Linked DNA regions of Mus musculus: all the other regions are linked to region 4. The links are chromatin contacts, called in public Hi-C and HiChIP or PLAC-seq maps. All regions are on one chromosome and are shown on one strand. Each heading gives the region's core, a stretch centred on a gene start, on an enhancer-like site or on the middle of the called end of the contact. The rest is flanking DNA. Distances are from core to core; before and after follow the strand shown. Region 1 overlaps Ppfibp2 (PTPRF interacting protein, binding protein 2 (liprin beta 2)). Region 2 holds the start of Ppfibp2 (PTPRF interacting protein, binding protein 2 (liprin beta 2)). Region 3 holds the start of Olfml1 (olfactomedin-like 1). Region 4 has its middle 28 kb from the start of Rbmxl2. Region 5 overlaps Syt9 (synaptotagmin IX).

What was found. A called contact is a pair of places that touch in the nucleus more often than the background predicts. HiChIP or PLAC-seq counts read pairs in DNA pulled down with a chosen protein or histone mark.
Region 1: a Hi-C map of the N1E-115 cell line shows a contact between it and region 4, with 9 times the contacts expected there. The contact joins two enhancer-like sites. A contact is called at or near these places in 7 of 484 Hi-C or Micro-C datasets (the N1E-115 cell line, cerebellum, cortical neurons and 4 more) and 5 of 115 datasets of contacts at active chromatin or transcription factors (astrocytes and embryonic stem cells).
Region 2: an H3K27ac HiChIP or PLAC-seq map of embryonic stem cells shows a contact between it and region 4, with 4 times the contacts expected there. The contact joins the promoter of Ppfibp2 here to the enhancer-like site in region 4. A contact is called at or near these places in 7 of 39 promoter capture datasets (cranial neural crest, embryonic stem cells, hippocampal neurons and 3 more), 3 of 484 Hi-C or Micro-C datasets (all in embryonic stem cells), 6 of 115 datasets of contacts at active chromatin or transcription factors (craniofacial prominence, embryonic stem cells, forebrain and 1 more) and 1 of 9 other capture datasets (pancreatic islet).
Region 3: an H3K27ac HiChIP or PLAC-seq map of embryonic stem cells shows a contact between it and region 4, with 5 times the contacts expected there. The contact joins the promoter of Olfml1 here to the enhancer-like site in region 4. A contact is called at or near these places in 7 of 39 promoter capture datasets (the HPC-7 cell line, HPC-7-derived erythroid cells, cranial neural crest and 4 more), 6 of 484 Hi-C or Micro-C datasets (the N1E-115 cell line, cerebellar granule neurons, embryonic stem cells and 1 more) and 9 of 115 datasets of contacts at active chromatin or transcription factors (embryonic stem cells, neural progenitor cells and stem cell-derived neural progenitor cells).
Region 5: a Hi-C map of the N1E-115 cell line shows a contact between it and region 4, with 21 times the contacts expected there. The contact joins two enhancer-like sites. A contact is called at or near these places in 1 of 15 datasets of contacts at CTCF or cohesin (hippocampal excitatory neurons), 43 of 484 Hi-C or Micro-C datasets (the AtT-20 cell line, the Ba/F3 cell line, the G1E-ER4 cell line and 21 more) and 10 of 115 datasets of contacts at active chromatin or transcription factors (astrocytes, embryonic stem cells and stem cell-derived neural progenitor cells).

What each region holds. Positions count from the first base shown.
Region 1 is chr7:107,660,070-107,662,769 of GRCm38.p6, reverse strand. The region is part of intron 3 of Ppfibp2 (PTPRF interacting protein, binding protein 2 (liprin beta 2)); the gene reads right to left. Among named protein-coding and RNA genes, the nearest start is that of Ppfibp2, 66 kb to the right of the region's middle. Within about 2 kb of position 1,394, at least 36 of the 459 cell types and tissues checked have an H3K27ac peak or open chromatin away from gene starts, as enhancers often do. A contact at or near this core is called in the N1E-115 cell line and embryonic stem cells, where this site is marked.
Region 2 is chr7:107,593,654-107,596,353 of GRCm38.p6, reverse strand. Ppfibp2 (PTPRF interacting protein, binding protein 2 (liprin beta 2)) reads right to left here and starts at 1,303. Exons shown (of 25, transcript NM_008905.2): 1 at 975-1,303.
Region 3 is chr7:107,565,987-107,568,686 of GRCm38.p6, reverse strand. It overlaps Olfml1 (olfactomedin-like 1), which reads right to left and starts at 1,254. Exons shown (of 3, transcript NM_172907.3): 1 at 793-1,254. The coding sequence starts at 921.
Region 4 is chr7:107,235,812-107,238,511 of GRCm38.p6, reverse strand. No RefSeq gene overlaps it. Among named protein-coding and RNA genes, the nearest start is that of Rbmxl2, 28 kb to the right of the region's middle. Within about 2 kb of position 1,336, at least 15 of the 459 cell types and tissues checked have an H3K27ac peak or open chromatin away from gene starts, as enhancers often do. A contact at or near this core is called in the N1E-115 cell line and embryonic stem cells, where this site is marked.
Region 5 is chr7:107,527,026-107,529,725 of GRCm38.p6, reverse strand. All of the region lies in intron 6 of Syt9 (synaptotagmin IX), which reads right to left. Among named protein-coding and RNA genes, the nearest start is that of Olfml1, 39 kb to the left of the region's middle. Within about 2 kb of position 1,370, at least 3 of the 459 cell types and tissues checked have an H3K27ac peak or open chromatin away from gene starts, as enhancers often do. A contact at or near this core is called in the N1E-115 cell line, where this site is marked.

The DNA.
Region 1 (2,700 bases), core at 145-2,644, 420 kb before region 4:
GCCTGGCTTCATCTGGCCTGAGCTTGGGAATGCTCCTTCAGGGGGATGCAGGAGGCGTCAGGACAAGAGACAAATTCTATCACACTTGACTGCTATCTGTAGCATGAAAGTAGTTACAGACAATGCTAACTAACCTGTGACTGAGCTTCCCTTAAACCTCATTTATAAATGCAGAAAATTGATGTTTTTATCATTCCACGTCATAAAATAGTCTTGCGGGTTTTGATCAGTTTTTAAAATGCGAAAATCATTCTTAGCTGATCCAAGGGCATAATAAACAGGCAATAGGCCAAATACAGGCTCACCAGCCTCTGGGATAGCACCAAGCTTCCCCATCTATAATGAGTTGCCTGGGTTGGAGGGGCTTGTAGGGAAAATGCCAAGTTGGACCAGCGGGGTAGAAATGGAGCCTGGATTTAATTGCACGTTGCTAAGAAGTTTCCAGGGAGACACTTACATGGCTGGTCCCAGGACCACACCTGAAGTAGTACAAAATAAGAAACCCACTTCCAGAAGTTTCTCAGAGAAGTCAGAACTGAGAGAAGGCATCCTGTGGCTGGCCGCAGCAGTGCTGAAGGGGCAGAAGGCTCGGGGTTAGTCTATCTCACAGGCCTTGTTTGCGGGCTGAGGGTAAGTGGGTGTCTACATGCTTACACCCCAAGTCAAGGTAATCTGGCAACACCCCCTACCACATCCCCTGGGCCTGAAGCAGGAAATTCAGAGGGAAAGATTTATTTGCCGTTTCACCAGTGTTTGCACATTCTTGGCCATTTATAAACACTGGTTCCTGCGGGCTGGAATAGTCTCTCTGGTCAGGTCCTGAAAGGATCCAGATTGCCAGAATTTACTTGCTTAGTTAGGGAGGCAGGGGGAAAAAAAAAAAAAAAAAAACAAGGGAAAAAAAAGTAATACCATTAAATCTGCAGTAACTGAGAGTCCCTCAATGTTATCTGTGATGCCAGAAAAACTGTGTACATAAGCCCCCAAGGCACGAGACAGACACCATGTGGCCCAGGAAACGCCTCCTGGAATGTGAAGAACCTTCCTCCTGGGCCATAGCAAAAAGGTCAAGGAGCCTGGAGAGGTGGAACAAAGGAAAGGTCAAATGTATGCTCCAAAGCTCAGGCCTCAGCAGCCCGTCTCTCCTTCCCAGCTCCACAATGGACCCTGCTCTGCCAGCTATTTGTCCTCTGTTTCCTAAAGAAAATGAGAAAGAACTCTTGTTTTTGACAGACCCAGATGCACTGCTCAGCAACCTCACAGGAGGAAGAAAAAAAAAAATTCAAACTATTTTCTCTTATAAAATCTACTACCTGATTCCTAGTCCTTGGCCTTCAGACATTCCAGCTTTTGTCACTGCCTGCCACCTACTGGCTTCTCAAAGTACTGCACGTGAATTAAAGTATCACCACTGCACACTGTCCACTAGGCCCTGCCCAGCGATTGGGGTGGGAGGACACCGATCCCTACTTATGTCTGAGAGCTCACTGAACCGCACACTACACCTGCCATTGGAGAGGTATGAAACACAGACCGGAAATTAGCTCACATTAGCTGCACCTTTTTTGTTCTACAAAACTAAATATCCTCCTACCCATATGTGTATGCATATTTGTGTGTGTATTTGTGTGTGTGTGTGTGTGTGTGTGTGTGTATACACTGACAATCAAGCCCAAGACCACCTACATTCTAAGCATGCACACTACTATGAAGCTATAATCCACTGAAGGGCATCCCAATCTTCTCTTTTTTTTAAACCCAGAGGAAAGGTTTCCCTACAAATCTCCAGCCTGCAGTTTTGTACAATGTACAAAACAAAACAATGTAAAAATGTTCAGTATAAACATACCCAGACCTGTATTTTGGTCCTGCTGGAGACCGGTGACAGAGAAATGAATCCCATGGCTAGAGAAACCCAAGCTCACATGTTTTACAGCCAGTGAGGCCGCTTTCTCTCCTACCTCTCCTGAACCACCTCCAGCTTTCCAATATGGAAAACAGATTTGCTTCTTTGGCCAAGTGAAGAACTGCAAAGTGAATGTGGCGAAGAGAAAAGCTTTGTCTGAAGAACTGCAATGGAAGGAGCCACCATCAGTGACAAGACAAAAGCAGGCCCCTTCCAAGGCCTTTCTCTTTGTTGAAAGACTAGCTCAAAAGCTATGTGAGGGGGCCTGCATTGATGGGCTTAAGATGTCAGAGATGCACACATACCCTATGTGAGGCCTCCCAGAATGCACAGCTGAGGCAGGTCTTTGCACAGTTCTTAAGATGCAGGCCTCAGTTGAAACTCCCTAAACTGTTTCCACTTTGAAAACTAAGAAGTGTGGACTAAGACCAAGGCTGTTATTTTAAGGGAGGCCTGTTACCCCCGTCCACAGAGTAAAAATAAAACACTGGACAAAATACTTATCCACGAGGCTGGAAACACAGCTCAGCTAGTAAAGTGTTTGGCATACACAAAACCTACCATACCCACCACCACATAACCCTGGAATGGTGACATGGGCCTAAAGCCCTAGCACTAAAGAGGTAGAAGCGTGAAGATCAAAACTTTGAGCTAATTTATAGCTGTGCGGTGAGGTGAAGGTCTAGCCTGAATATGAAACCCTTTTCCATAATACATATATACAAGCATGCATGCATGCAGAAAGGGAAGGGAAGGGAGAGGGAAAGGGAAAGAGAGAGGAGGGAGGGGAGAGA
Region 2 (2,700 bases), core at 54-2,553, 360 kb before region 4:
CACCATCAGCCTTAAATAAAATCCCAAATGAAAATAACAACAAAAGACTTAACAATATTCCACTTCAAAGTCACGTAAATATGCATACAAACGGGCTGGTGAAGAAAGAAATAATTTCTAATCAGATAACATGTTTAGTATACCAATAGTAATCTAAGACTGAAGATTAATTAGGTCTGTAATTGACTTCCTTCCTGTAGTTGAGCATTTACCTTAACAAAATACTCGGTAATCTAATAAACACTACAGTCTACAATATAATCAATTAAGGACCAAGAGAAATGAACACAGGCAGAAATAAAACCAAAATATGAAGAGGAAGACTGATCTATATCAAATATCTCAGTGCTCTAAGAAAGAGCTGAATGCCTATTTGAATCCTACCGGAACCTTGGAAGTTCTAGTTTTTAAACATATAATAACCTTATTTTGATCGGAGGGAAAAGTATGGGTCTGGCGTCAGGATGGAAGGAGGGAAGAGGACCCACTTTTAAAAACAGAAGCATCCCCACACCCTAATCCTGCCTTGAGCCTTTGGGAAGTGTGTTGCATTTAGCAATTAGTGCACAGAACTGCTCCTGGCCAAAGCGCTCTGGACCAAAGGTCTATGGAACAAACCCACCTAGGTATCTCCAGTTGATGCCACTGCTGCCCTCACGGGACTCAAGGCTTGGGTCAAAATCGCCCGGAACTCTGAGATATCGGAACACCCCGGTATCCTGGGGACCACTCTGCCACCTGTAGAAGCGCGGGGCAGGTGGCACATCCAGAGCGAGGTCGGGTAGAAAACTCAAGCAAATCCAGGGGAGTTGCTCCCTTTTCTCAGTCTCCCAGACAAATAAGTGGGTCCCCAAGTCTTGAAAACGTTCGAAGGTCTAAAAGACCACAGACGCCCAACTACCCATGTAGTTCTTGGATCTGGGGGTACTCAGTTCCCGGGATAGCGGTGAGCCGAGGCAGGGAGACCCACTGACCTGGATGCCAGAGTGCAGCTTCTCTCTCGGAGGCTCAGGTATGCAGGTCGCTCCTGTGTCCCTCACACTTTCCAACATAAGAGCGGAGAACCCAGTGACAGGCCACTGGCCCAAGGACCAACTGCCAACCAAGTGGCAGACCCGCCAGCACCGACCCGGTTCGGCACCCACGTGACGGAGGCGGGGATCCCAGAGAGGCTGGTCCCGGAGTGTGGCTCTCTGGCTGCTGGGACCTTCCCCCTAGGAACCGCCCCTCTGCCACCCCTCCTCCTTCTCCCGCACCGCAGTGGCCCGCGAGGACCCAAGAGCCACAGTTCCAGTTCCACAGGGACTTGCCTGGTCAGCCCCGCCCCCAGGCAGAGCTCCCGTGCTGGCTCAAACCCCGCCCCTCCCGGGAGACCACGCCCCTCTCTGGGTCCAGCCCACTGCTTGCACCTAGGACTCTTGCACTCTTCCGGCCGCAGAAAGGACCCTAGGCATTTTCCTTGTGTCCCACTGTGCTCAGGTCTCCAGAGTTTTTGTAATCTGTCAGCAGGACGAGGAAAGCGTGCGGAGAATTGCAGAAAGGAGCACCGAAGCGCAAGCGTACACACACACACACACACACACACACACACACAGCGGGCCTTGTGTAACCCCATTGAGATTAAGGGTAGTCTAAGACCTGTATCATTCCCAATCAGCCCAGACCAACCCCAATTTGGGTTCCATGTCACTCTTAGATCTGTCTAACTCAACCTCCGCCGCCGCTCCCCCCGCCTTTCCTGAAGGTCCCTCTAGTGGTTAAAGCTCTGGTGTTCTGTCTTGTGAATAGCTGAAGACAGAACACTTCCTGTGCCCTGCAAGGTCAGGTACAAGTATGCAAAACAAACAAACAAAAAAAACCTGGAGACCGAATCCCAGCACCTACCTCGAGCGTGCATAAGGCCCTGGGTTTTACCACAGCTGCTTGCCCTACCCGGGCCTCCAAGGGCCGGTTGCTCATTTTATCTGCTTAGAATCTCCAGGGCCTCAGATGGCAGGGATACAGGGACTCTGGCAGGAGTCTCTACTAAGCTGGACTCCAGTTGCTTACACCTGGAGTGTTGACAGACACGACTCGTCTTTTTTTTTTTTTTTTTTTTTTCAAAATTAGTCTAAAATTACTGGTATGACCAGAGGCTTGCACACATGAACAGAAGATCATAAATACTGTGGCAAACAGGTGTGTGAGCACTGCGGGGACATGGCCAGCAGCAGAGCAAAGGCAAAGCCAGTAGAGGAAGATTGGGGCCCCAGACTTGTGTCACAGCAGGACACCCTTCGGTTCTTTCACTTCCTTAAAATAGCGGGTGAGAGGCTTTTGGAAACAGAGCCTGCGCAGTTCATATAAGTTCAAGTGTGGGCAGTTCCAAATCCCACTGGTAGCTTGGGGCCACGGGGGCAGTTTCTTCCCCCAGGCCCCCAGAAACTGCAGCATTTTCTCAGAACTATACAATTATTTTGTAAAATGTTTTATGAACTTGGCTTTCTCAAGCTTCTGTGCAGTTTGGGAAGGAGCTTTAAAAGTACAGACGCCGGGCGTGGTGGTGCACGCCTTTGATCCCAGCACTCGGGAGGCAGAGGCAGGTGGATTTTTGAGTTCAAGGCCAGCCTGGTCTACAGTGTGAGTTCCAGGACAGCCAGTGCTACACAGAAAAACCCTGTCTCGAAAAAAAAAAAAAAAAAAAAAAAAAAAAAAACAACC
Region 3 (2,700 bases), core at 5-2,504, 330 kb before region 4:
CCCCTGATCCTCCTGCCTCCACTCCCTGAGTACTGCTGTTACAGCTGATATCATAAAACATACCTGGTTTCTGCAGTGATGAGCCTTGAACCCCAGGCTCCTGCACGCTAGGCTAGTTCTTACCAATTGAGTCATGTTCCCGACCCTGGGTTTTTGACTGTTCTAACAAAGTTCTACCTCAAATGCTCTCACTCTGTTTAACATTGCTGGGAAATCTCATTTCCAAACCCAAGTCCAGTTAGGAATAAAAAGCAAAAATCTATGGTGAGCCTCCATATGTAACACCACATTGTCTTATATTCACTTAACAGTTTATCATAAAAAGGAAAAGAGAAAAGCTGGAATCACTTAGCATCCCTATATAGTAAAAGATGAAGAAAACATGACTAGAGTTCTAATTCATACATTGAAGACTGAACTATTTGGTTTTGAATGTTCAACAACCTGAGAATTTACTCAGTGAGTTAGGCTATGTTCTGAGTATGGATTAATGACCCAAATAAAACATCCCTAATTTGAAATCTCTTTATTAAATCTGCAGAGTATCATTTGAACCTAAATTCTATCACTATGTCCATTTTATAGGTTAGAAAAACTGCCAGGGGAAAGTACAAGCGGCCTGCAATGGAGGTGGCATCTGAGCTGCTAGGCTATGCACATCTGTAAATGTCATCTTAGCAGTGATTCATTCTGTATCAGGAAGACATGCACCCTAGTTGACAGCAAAGTGGGGGCACAGCAGAGTGACTTCCAAGAGGCATACTCCCTGTGAAGGGAAGACAGGTCACCTACCTCGAGGACTTGGAAGCGCTGGTAGATGTAGTGTACCATGGCTGGGTCCTGGGCATGTTGTGGTGGGGGCAGAAATGCTGCAAGGAAGAGAACCAGGGAAGCAGAAGCTTCTTGAAGGGCCACCACCATCCTGCACACTTCCCAGGAACTCTGGTTCTCTAAAACGACTCAGGGGTCCGGGTGGTGATCTCTGGTTTTCTGTCTGCTGCTGTGGCAATTCCTTGGAAAACAACGCTTTGCATAGCCAGAGAGAACAAAGTCCGCTTGTTATTCTACCCGGTGCATGATCTCAGTTTCAAGCTGGTGATCAAGTCCAGCTGTTGGCAAGCCAGTCTCTGCAGGCCTTACGTGTTCACTTGGTTGCAGAGAGCTCCGGGGGTCCAGTGTCTGCTGCCCTCAGCTTGGCCATGCACAGACCCTCTCCAGGCTAATGGCTACTTACAGCTTCCAGGTTCAGAGTGTACGGGTTGGGGAAGGGGAGGGGAGGTCTTTTCTCCTCTCCCCTCCCCCAACTCTTTTACTTTTGGTTCCCTCCTCCTTAATAGACTGTGCAGTCCAATCGCAGGCCTAGCTCAACACAGGCCACCCCCCAAGGTCTCAGTGTTGGAATTTCAGTTCAGTTTCTGGCAGAAATTCCTAGGATCTTTTTCCAAGAAGTTCTGTTAGGAGACCCCACCTCTGTTTCTTGCATTCTCGTAGCTCTTAAAGGCATAGCAAGGAAATGTGAATGCTGATCTATGCCATCTCAGAAAAGTGTACAGGGCAGCATTGCTCTGTGGGCAGAGGGGTACAGTGGGCACAGGCCTGGCTACCCAGACCAACAGCTGAGAATTGTCAGGATTGAACTTAGAAGAAAAAAATTTTTTTCCTTTTTCTTTAGATTTATTTTTTAATTCATGTACACATGTATGCATGAAAATATGGGGCCCACAGTGGCCAGAACGTGGCCTCAGAGATTCCTGGGTCCAGAGTTACAATCTCTCTGATATGATTCCTGGGAACTGAACTCCAGTCCTCTGCAAGAGCAGCAGGTGCTTCTAACCACTGAGCCATCTCTCCTGGCCCAGAAGAAAATTTTTAGGATGAGAATGAATGATTGACACAGTGGTTTTTGGGACACTGAGTCATCAGGAAATGTAATCCCACTGTGAGAAAGTCCTCGAGTTTCCCATCATCAGTGTCAGAATTCCCATTAGCAGCAGCCTGGAAACCAGACCCTCAGGCCAGCTAAAGAGAAATCCCGTTGCTGGAGCAAAGCCATAAAACCTTCCATGTTTATGTTTCCTGTGCTAGTGCCTCCCCACCTTTACCTCTTTTTCCATAGGCAGGCCCAGGACCCCACCTCCATCTTCTGTTCTGTTTTATTTTGCATTGTTAATGAATCACTTTTTAAAATAGGGGAAATTGGAGCATTTATGGAATATGGAAAGAGCCCTGGTCGGGAGGTAGAAGACCTGAGTTTGCATTTGATCCATACACAAGTAGCTGAAATCTAAAATCTGAACATTTCTTATTGGTAGCTCTTGAATATCCTAGTTCTTAATAGATGTTCCTCTCTCCTCTTCTTTGATATGATTTTGGTCGCTAACTGGTTCTTCCCTATATCCTTGGTAATGTTCCAAGCACCATCTCCTTATTGTTAAGAACAATTGCTCTTGTTTCAGAGAACCATCTTTGAACTCCTTCCAAAACTGCCTGAACTTTAGCTAACTTCTCTTACATCCTTATTTAAAAACAAAACAAAACCAAAACCAAACTGCCTCGGACATCTGTGTCTTTCTTCCCACATATTAGTGCAGTCCTTAGTATCAGAGAAATCTCTCTCCCAAGAGATGGTGGTTAACACAGAAGCTCACAAGTGAGCAAACTACCAAGAAATCAATGACTGTAGCAAACTAAGCTACAAGT
Region 4 (2,700 bases), core at 87-2,586:
TAATCATGATAATCTTTCATAGACATGACCATAGGATAATTTGATCAGGGTAATTCCTTAATGGACATTGTTTCTTCACAAGTATTTCTAATTTATTTCAATGAAGTTGATAATACAAACTAGCCTGTAAGAGCAGAATAAAGAGATGAATCTATGATCCAAACCCCCAAATCTCACAGCTATTGTCCACCAGATAGTTAATATGGGCTGTGTCTCCAGGTTTGGAACCTTCTTGTTTAAATCTAAACCTATCCTCAATTTCTGGCCTGGGTTCTGGGATTCTTCAAGCTTCCAAAGGGATTGTCTTATATTTGTCTCCTATGTATCCTCAGTGTCTGTATGCTGTTAGGAACAGGTCAGTACTTAATAAATAAGTGCTGAGTGACTGAACTTTAAATATAAGTATGTTTGCAATGTCTGGAGTTGCATACTCTAACAACGGTGGAATTTAAGTCCATGGCTGGGGCTCTGTGACGGCTACCCTCACAGTATACTTTTGCTCTCTTTTTAGGCTCTTTGCAACATACTGCAGTCTAGGATTTAGCTGGGAAGAGAAGACTGTGCTGAATGAGGATGACAAGGTCTCCTCTGTGCTCTAGAGAGCCGCAGAGCATGGCTCAAGCTCTCACCCTTTCTGGCCTATCACCGGGAATAAAGCATCCCACCCTTTTTACCTACAGCATGTTACAATTACTTGAATGTAACTTTTATGGATAAACCGTTTACTTTTGTTTTTTCTGTTTCTGTCTCGTAAGTCCCTCCTTAAGGGCAGACTGGTTTCAACTTCTTTCATCATTAAGTTGTTCTTTAATATCTGAGCTGATCAGATAGCTCCCTCTACAGTCATCCTGGCATCTTTCTTTCTTTTTTTTCTTCCTTTCCTTTCTCCTGTAGTAGTATATTTTGTGAACAATAATTTCTAATACTTTTAAAGTCAACTTTCCAATTAGCAGAAGTGTTATCATCCTGTTTTTTTGTCTTTCCATAATCTACCACATTATAAGAACTTATGACATGATATTTGCAAATCTAATATAGTCTTTTCAACTTTTTCTAAACGTTCATATCACTAAAAATTTCCCTTATTGGTAAAAATTGGTTTCTGTATTAATCAGATTTATGGAAAGGAGCAACTAACAGAATATATGTACATATACATGATATGGAAATTTGCGTATATTATGAACAGACTCATACACATAAATTAAAGCACAACATACACATATGGGGGGAGGGAGAGAGAGAGAGAAAGAGAGACACTTGTAGACACCTCTCCTTACAAGGTTAGCCAGTTACAAGGTCTGCAGGGGCAGAAGTTCTCTCCGAGCAGAGTTCTTTTGTTCTATCCAGGAATTCAAATTGAGGGGCAGAGACCCATCCACAAAAGGAGACCATACTTTACTCTGCCTACCAATTCAAATGCTAATTTACCCAAAACACCCTCACAAACAAACCCAGAAAAATGTCTGACCCGGTGGTATCTGAACACCAGGAATGCAGATTGGAAGCAGCTGCTGAACGGAGTAAGTACAATGTCAGAAAATCTGTAGAGACAGAATTCTCAAGGTTATAGGTGACTACATTTAAGTTCAAGGACAAGGCCACTGGGTTCTGAAAACAGAATTGTCAGGAACAAGGCCTGACCTTGCTAGTTGAATGTAGATGACAAAGCCAGACATCTGGTTTGGGACCCACTCTAGAACCAAAATATCTTGTAAAACCGATTTCCTCTTCACTATGGTTTCCTTACATAAAAAATGGAAGAGTAGTACTACTTATTTCATAGGTCTGTTGAAAAGCTCAAGTTAATACATGTAAGTTATAATAACATATATGTATATAATAATGTTATATATAACATGCATACCATATATAAAACATATATAAGTATGTATTGCTACTATAACATATATTATATATTTGTTAATATATCAATCTTAGCAAAAAGTAAGCTTTACAATGTACTTGCCATTTTCTAAATTATCTAAATAGAAAACAACGCAGAAGACTATAATTATAGAAATAATTCCTTCCAAGATCACTATATCATAGTAAACCTGACTTCCCTTACAAAATCACTGTATCATAAATCTTTGACTTGAGAAAAACAAAGTCTGATTCTTAGAATAAAAGAGCTCTCTGCCTAGAGTTGGGGAAATGCCTCTGTGGTTAAGAGTACTTGCATGCAGTACTCCCAAGGAGGGCAGAATAGTGTTGGATCCCTTGGAACTCAAATTACAGATGGTTGTGGGCTTCCATATGGGAGCTAGGAATCAAACCTGGGTTCTCTGCAAGAACAACACATGTTCATAACCACTGAGCAATCTCTGAGGTCAAACATTTATTTTGATATAGTGAAGAACACTTTGGGCCAAGGTAGGAGAGATTTAAATGCTCACTATACTGACTTCTTTCCCAAGCCCTGGTAACTGACTACTCCCTCTAGTACACTTCAATAGAGCTATACAAGAGAAGGCTAGGACTAGATCATTCCTAGTTGAGTTCCACTGTGTGATCCACAAAAGGAGGGATCAGTCCTGGGAACTAGGATTTCATAAATATCTGATTGCTTGGAGAATGAAGAAAACTTAAAAGAATGAAATGACATTGAAAGGACGATGACCCCACTGGCATGGGTAGAGTGAATGGAAGCCAGCACCCCAAGAAATCTCCTAAGAAAGACCACGCAATGGCTACAGT
Region 5 (2,700 bases), core at 121-2,620, 290 kb before region 4:
GCCTGAAAAGAAAATTTTATGAGAGAAAACAAAAAATGGTAAGAATAAACAATGGGGCACGGTCATGTTTGACTGTTAACCCTTCAAAGCTGGTGTGAGAGCAATGTAAGATAGCAGGCTGGTGGAGCTGGCAGTGCCCCAAGCTCCTGGAAAAGTATCAGGGCACGGTTTGATGGGCAGCTGGGTCAGGGGATAAGGGGTTCCTTAGGGTTAGTATTTCTGTGATTAGACAGCATGTAAGAACAATTTGGGGAGGGCAGGGTTTATTTCATTCACATTTCCATATAACAGTTTATCATCTAAAGCAGTTAGGGCAAGAACCTGGAGGCAGGAGCTGATGCAGTAGCCACGGGAGAAGTGTTGCTTACTGACTCTCATGGCGTACTCACTCTGCTGTCTTATAGAATCCAGAACTATCGGCCCAGGGGTGAGATCACCCACCTCAATCACTAATTAAGAAAATGCCCTACAGGCTTGCCTGTAGCCTAATCTAATAGAGATATTTTTTCAGTTTTGGTTCCCTCCTCTCAGATTATTCTAGACTCTGTCAAGTTGACATAAAATTACCCAGGACAGGGGTATAGGGTAAGACAGAGAGGCTTTCAGGTGGGTTACCTTGAGGAAGGTAAGGACCAAGAGGTTAGAGGCTGTGAAGTCCAAGGCTAGATGTTGAGGCCCAAAGCATTATCCCAGGGTCAATACCAGTCCATCATCCCAAGTGCTCTCAGAGCCTGGAATAATATTTTTAGACCCTCCTATTCTCCACCTGCTTCCCTCCTTCCCTGTGCATACTAATATACCAAATAACACTGACTATTAAAACCTACATAGCATCCAGTAAATACCAGGCCCTGTGCTAAACATATTACATTCATTGTCTCATGTAAGATTGGCAACAGCCCTCCCTATTTGGTAGGATCTATATTTGTGTACTTGAAAAGTTGACTAATCTGGCTTAAATAAATTTTAACAACCTGTTCAGAGACACACAGCTCAGAAAAGTCAAAGTACAAATTCAGTGGTCAGACTCTGGAGCCCTGAACTTCCAATGAGAAAAGACCCACTCCTGAGTTTGAGTGAATGGAGAGTTGTAGCCCAGGGCAAACCCATCTTAGCTCAGTCCTCTATGTAGCACAGGCCTCCAGAGGGGCAGTCACCACAGGCTAGGAGACACTGGCTCTGCCTTCATAGAGATAACATGCCCAGGGGCCTGTGTGGGCTATGGAAATTGAGCAATTTTTCACTTAAAATCATCTGAAAACAAACTTCAATGTCTTCAAAATTATATATTCACAGAACATTCCTAGACTCTGGGATAGGATTAGATGGTAATGATTTAATTGATGGTTAAGTGTGTAGATAAAATGAGTGTGCTGAATTCTTCCCGTAATTATCTCTCAGAGGAGCCCTGGCAGCTGTAATTACTGTCTGAGGCCAAAATTATAAACCAGCTGTAGTTTTAAGCAAAATATGTTACAGCCTCTGCTGGATCTTTAAGTCGGTCACCACCAGCTCAGGCATCCCTGTAGGGCCAGTCTACGAGGGAGCAGAGCCTTGCTTGGGGAGGGCAGGTATTCTCATTGAGTGTTCCTGAATCCTTGCCCATTGCTGTCTTTGTGCGCTGCACTGCTCGCTCTTCCTTGCTACAGGAAATCTTTCCTCCTGTTCGTTCTGTTGCCAGGACAAGTTTTCAGATCAGTTAGCAGGTACCGACTCTGTGCCCTAGAGGCTAGACAGTAGACTCAGCTGGGGCACTCCTAAGTCAACTCTGTTGTGCTGGAGCTCCTACATCCAGGAAGATCTGTGGCATCATGACAGTTCCGGGTCTGCACCTCACTGGGGACCCACAGGCCAACTTATATTCTCCATCAACTCTTGCCACAATAGACAGGAATGACTGACTGCCTCCACCAACCTGGTTAGTCTAATCGTGACCAAGGATTCTTCAAGAGCTCAGTTCTTGTATGATAGTTATGCAAACCATTATATGTTCATTCAACACCAACCATAAAAACCTGGAGATGAATGGAAATGAGGGAATTCCTCTGGAAGTTGATATTTGTTCATTATTTTGTAGATTCTCACTATTTTATGCCTAAAATCTTCATTAAAAAAAAAAAAACCCAGTCCTTGACATTGACTTTCCACTGTGAATGCATAATGGGACACCATGAGCATCTTCTAGGGTGGTATATGACACCACAACTGCTCTCTTCCTCGTTAGCATTTTAAGAATTGTTTTGATGTATAAAACAATGTTCTAGGTGCTACAGGAAAGGTAAGAAATGCCATGATATACAGAGCAGACACAGCCCTTATTACCACACTTCTGTGGCTTTTGGGTGATCCTGGACTTGACTTTGAACTCAGCAACAATCAAATCTGTGACATCAGGAGCTGCATCCAGAGGTGGACAGTTCAGGGTTAAGTGGACATGCTACAGTTGAAGAAGTTTGAGCCACTGACTTAATAGCTGAGCTGGCCAGAGACACGTATCCCTGTCATCCCTCCAGCCTCTCAGCTGTTCAGCATTCCTGGGGTGATTTCCATGTTTACAGGTTGTGCTTCTCTGTGATTCATTCATAGTGTGCCCCAAAATATGGGTCACGAGTTCTATCCTGGGCACATGGAACTCTTGCTAGGTATGAATCACACAGAACACAGCACCAGGTGACATCAGAACTGTTATTAAACAAACTA